Linked DNA regions of Mus musculus: region 1 is linked to region 2. A link is a contact called in public ChIA-PET data. All regions are on one chromosome and are shown on one strand. The core of a region is the stretch at or near the end of the contact, and the rest is flanking DNA. Distances in the headings are between cores, read along the strand shown.

Region 1 (2,700 bases), core at 115-2,614, 170 kb after region 2:
TAAGAGTTTATACCATATAAACAGAGTAAGTGAAAGCAGTCCTACATATTAGCAAATATTAATGCAAGCACAGAAAGGTTGAATTCACTTGTTCTAGAAACATTCTGATATTTACCTACTTGGTGCTGTGCTAGGTACTAGATCTCAAATTATATGATACAAACTGTCTTAATATGATTACTTCCTTTCCTAATCTCTTCTCAAAAACAGAACAGAACATTTACAGAATCAGGACCATGTTGTTATAATGAGGCAATTCTAGTGACTCAGTCTCTCCATAATATTCTTTTGCATGTTATCACTGTATAAGGAGATAGCAATGACGTATTGCTCAAGGCTGCAAGGAGTCACAGATAAATCTATTTGAAAAAATAAAAACATTTTGTCAAAATATCCTTCTTTAGTTCTGGGAAATTACATTGTATATGCAGAATGGGCAACAATTGGAAGTAACTGCTTTCAACAAACTCTGTACTTGCATAATAAATATTCTTTTTACAAGGCCTTTGCTTTTGCTTTGTCATGCTATTAAGTTCTGCTTTTCCCTGTATGCTAATATTTGAAATAGTTCTTTAATGCATAAAATTCAACAAATAAAGGAAACAATCCTGCAGGGCATCATGGCACAAGGAGGCAGAGGAAGGTGAGTGTGAGGCCAGCTTGCTCTACATATTGTATCCCAGTATAGCCAGAGCTACAGAGTGAGACCCTGTCTTAAGATTAAAACAGACAGGCAGGCAGGCAGGCAGATAGACAGACAGACAGACAGACAGGTAGGCAGACTGCTTTATACTTTCTGTACCCAGATAGGTCAACTCTCACCTATACCTTTTTCCATTATGCACTGCTAAGTTCATGTTCTCTCTTAGCACCACTAGCTCATTTTGACCTCTGTTCCTGGGATCGCATCTTTTACATATAGATTTCACCTCACATCTGTAAAAAAGCAATAAACAGGCATCTCTAGGCCCCTTGAGAAAAATGACTTAGACTTTCAAAATCTCATCTCTAAACACAAAATCCTTCCTCATTCCTGAGTTCAAATTTGTCATGTACTGACTGCTCTTTTTCTTCCTCATGCACGATACTAATTAGCATATACTGTTCTACCTGTGAGCAGAATCTCTCCTCAGCACTTCATTTCCCTAAGGGCTTGTCTCTGATCAGTACAGCCTGCCTTCATCAATTCAGATTCGTCTGGGAAATAATGGCACTTCCCCCAACTTTCTTTGAGTTTTACCAGGCAAATCTAAATCCTTAGCAGACAAGATCCACCCACTGTCAAGTCCCCTCACTATCTGGCCACTTAGGAGCAACACCGAAAGAGGCAGTGTTCTCTAACAGGAATGACTCTTAGCTCAAGGTCTGATGCTCCCCCTAGTGGTATAGAACTACATCCTGGGATGGGACTCTGAAAGGCAACAGACTCTACGAGGCTAATCAAATCTGAGTGGGCTGAGTGGGCATTTGTCAACTATGGAACTATGGTCAAATGTGGTTAGAGCAAATGAAGCCCCACCCAGAGGTTTGATCCCAGCACTGGAGTCTCCTGATGAAATTCCCCAAATATCCAAACCAATGGCCATTACTGTCATTCTTGAGGGTTGATATAATGGCATCTCTTACTATTAACAAGGAAAACCACACAGCAATTTCAACTAAATGACTTCACTGTTTACCAATATCCTGTAGACTTATCCGGAAATGGAGCCAAATATTACAAGAGTATTCATTCATCTATATGTTTGATCTTCTACAGAATGCACATTTAAAACACATCTGTCAGGATAGGGAGGTAACTGAGTGAAGTGCTAAAAGACCTGAGTGCCAATCTCTATTATGTAAACTAAGAAAATGTCTGGCCTGGAGGTTGAGGCACATGCCTTTAATCCCAGCACTTAGGAGTCAAAGGCAAATGGATCTCTGAATTTGAGGCCAGCCTGATCTACAGAGTGAGTTTCTCAAAATCTACCCACTCCTCCACACATACATATACAAATCTGGAAGAATGGCCCATTTTTATAATCTCAGCACCAGGAGGCAGAGCTAGGTAGAACTTTGAGGCTTAGAGGCTAGCCTACCAGATGAGTTATAGGTCCGTGAGAGACCCTGTACAAAATACAAGGTAGATGGTGATGAATAGCACCCAAGATTGGTCTCCACTCACACAAATGAACACAGATATGTCCATCATATATGCAGACACACACACAAAGAGCACCTGTCAAGGTGGAGACACTATAGGGTCTAAATCATCTGCAACCAGAGAATGGTTACACTGCACTGAGATGGGACAATGCTTGTCAAGGTCATCCTGCACTGCACTGAAGTGGGCCAGTGCTTGTCAAGGTCATCCTGCACTGCACTGAGATGGGACAGTGCTTGTGAAGGTCATCCTGCACTGCACTGATCATCCATGAAAATGGTTGAGAACTGGCTTGGCCTGGACAGAGACAGGAAGGAAGTGTCAGAACAGAAGGTAACTGAACGTATTTTGTGAGGTAAGAGTGAGTAAGCAGGATAAAGACAGGGATGCCATTTTAAACTCAACAACACACTTTCAACAGATTCCCCTGCAGTAGAAACAAACAAAGCAAGAAGTCAATCAAAATAGGACTCAATACAACTTTCTTAATTCTCTTCTTCTCAGAAGTCGTGGAGTATACTGATGTTTTAGATTTTAATTGTAAGCTTATTAAT
Region 2 (2,700 bases), core at 156-2,655:
AATTAAAAGTAATATTAAATGACATGAATAATGCTAGTATTGCTCAAACAAAGTTGCCAGTAGCTAGCTTTCTCTTTTGAGTAGGGTATGGTAGGCACAAACCACAGGATTTGTTCGACAGCATATAAAGATATTTGGAGGTTGGTTTTTTATTTTGGACTCCCAACATTACTGTGAGAAACCTCCTTTCTCATTAGCCTCTTACAGTCCGCTGTATCTATGGACTGGCTGTAGGACACCTCCTACCCTATACAGTAATCCAAAGAGTCCGGCAAGTCGGGAGACATTTGCATAATTATGTATAATCTCCTGTATTCTTTAAATCATCTTTAGATTACTCAGAATACCTAACAGCAAGTTGGGAGACATTTGCATAATCTATGTATAATCTCCTGTATCCTTTAAATCATCTTTAGATTACTCAGAATACCTAACACAAATATAAATGGTACTTGCTATACTGAATTACTGTGAAAATGGTAAGAATAAAAAGTCTTAGGTTTAGTATGTGTAAAACTATTATACTCCAAATTCAATTTTTCATTGAAGATTGGCTGAATCCAGATATAGAAACCACAGGTATAGAGGACTAACTTTATATATGAATGACCAAATCAATGGAAAACATATGTCCAAAATAATACTGAAAATTTGAATAGTAGCTTAAAAACATCTTCAGTGTATACGGAATTCCGTATTAGTGGACTGTTTGCCAACTATTAAATCTGTACTTTGCCTAGACAATTATATTAATACCTAACTCTGATTTTATTACTGTTTCCCTGTAACTTAAGTTACCTATTTAAAACTGAAATCAGACCAAACAGGCAAACCACACAGATTTAGATCAGTGGTTGCTAAAGGCAGGAGGAGGGGTAACTCCACTTGGGGGTTTCTTTGGGAGTAAATGACGTTTCCTGTGGGGCGGTTGTCTTTATAGTGGGACGGTTGCACAATTTTGTGGAAATACTACAAACCACAGGAAAGAGAAGTGTATAGTGGGAAATGCATGAATGCAAATGATATCCAAGAGGTTTCTAAAAGCAAAACTAGTTATACACATAAGCCTCTAGCTCTTCCATGAGTCACTTCTCAGTCACTCTTCTTCCTATAAAATGTTAAGTTCTTTCTAAATGTTATATATTTCACCTCCCGCCTGAAAAACAGACTGCAAATTTACTGACCACTGAACTGAATCATTCTTTGTTTCCTAGATAAGGACAAAAAGATGTTCTCTTCCATAAATCTACTGAATACATTAAAATATATTCCTAAAATCTTGAGACATGTTATTAAGCTCCTTGGACATCATTTATATTTTATGTGTCTCCGTGTATGTTTGCTACCTGTGTGTGGGTTTCCTCAGAGGCCACAGAAGGCCCAGGGCTGGAGGAAGCTAGTGATGAGCAGCCCCGTGGAGGTTCTGGGAACTGACCTCAGGTCTGCTGGAAGAACAGCAAGCACTCGTAACTGGTAAGCCATGCTGCTAGCGCCCACACTTTATTTTAACTGATAATTTGAACATATGGTTATGGGATATAATAGAAATTTTTGATATATGTATGTTAATCATATTCCTTTTTAAAACTTTATTTCATGAACATGTGCATACAGGTGCCACACACACCTGCTGAGCTTGGAGAACAACTTTCAGGAATCTTCTCCTTCTACAACATGGTGTCTGTGGAATCAAACTCTGGGTCACCGGGCCTGTGCAACGTAGCAAGCCACCTTGCTGGCCTTGCTGTCACTTCTATCAGTAACACCAGCAGCTGGATTTCTATCTTCCACAAAGAACATTTCTAGACAGTTTAACAGTTGGCAAAAAGAAATTAGATAACAAAAGCTCCATGGATTTGTGGAACCTGAGCAAGCAAGTGGACTCACTCAGGAGCTCTGCAGCTCTGAGACGAATCTCTGCTCTGTTTCAGTTTCGTTTCAGCCAGAGGAAGCCATGAATATTAAACCCACCAATATCAGAATGTAGTGAAGAGACAACAGAGATCTAATAATGAGCATGGGAGGATCTGGAAATAACTGACACAAATCAACCAGTAGATTTCCACAGTACTCTTCCCACTTGAGCTAGCTACACAGCTGGGAGAAATCTATCCTCAAATGAAACGTCTACAAAGGAACACAAACTAGCTCTACCTTATTCCTGGCACTCACGTCTCGTTGGGGTACAGTCACCCCTGTTATTTGGTGATACTTTTTAGACGTCTCTTATGTGTGTAAACAATTTAAGCTTCTTCAGTTTTCACATGACTCTCAAACACCTCTAAGTGTTAGTTGCTCCTTTCCATATCCCTCCCCTTTCCTTTCTTCCATCTCTCCCCCCATTTAATCCCCTGCTCCAATCCCAAATGTGTGCCCTATTTCCCCTTCCTTGAGAGATTTCCCTGCCCCACCTTCCCACTTGTCTCTTACTCTGTACCTAACCTCTATGGTTATACAGTTTGTAGCATGTTCATCGAATGCTTAAACGGTAACCTAACATCCACATATGAGAGAAAACGTATACTATTTGTCTTTTGGGGTCTGGGTTACTTCAGTCAGGAGGACTTTTTTTCTAGTTCCCTCCATTTACTCGCATATTTCGTAATTTTATTTAACAGCTGAATAAAGTTCTGTTCTATAAATATATCAATATTTAGTCTTGTTTGGGCTTTTTGTGTGTGTGTCTTACTATTCTTTTGC

The links. ChIA-PET counts read pairs in DNA pulled down with a chosen protein or histone mark.
Region 1: a contact with region 2 is called in an RNA polymerase II ChIA-PET map of memory CD8 T cells, with 9 read pairs. The contact joins two enhancer-like sites. A contact is called at or near these places in 2 of 115 datasets of contacts at active chromatin or transcription factors (effector CD8 T cells and memory CD8 T cells) and 2 of 9 other capture datasets (adipose tissue and liver).

Annotation. Positions count from the first base shown.
Region 1 is chr10:30,717,772-30,720,471 of GRCm38.p6, forward strand. All of the region lies in intron 3 of Ncoa7 (nuclear receptor coactivator 7), which reads right to left. Among named protein-coding and RNA genes, the nearest start is that of Ncoa7, 84 kb to the right of the region's middle. Within about 2 kb of position 1,365, at least 27 of the 459 cell types and tissues checked have an H3K27ac peak or open chromatin away from gene starts, as enhancers often do. A contact at or near this core is called in memory CD8 T cells, where this site is marked.
Region 2 is chr10:30,549,251-30,551,950 of GRCm38.p6, forward strand. The region is part of intron 11 of Trmt11 (tRNA methyltransferase 11); the gene reads right to left. Among named protein-coding and RNA genes, the nearest start is that of Trmt11, 50 kb to the right of the region's middle. Within about 2 kb of position 1,406, at least 20 of the 459 cell types and tissues checked have an H3K27ac peak or open chromatin away from gene starts, as enhancers often do. A contact at or near this core is called in memory CD8 T cells, where this site is marked.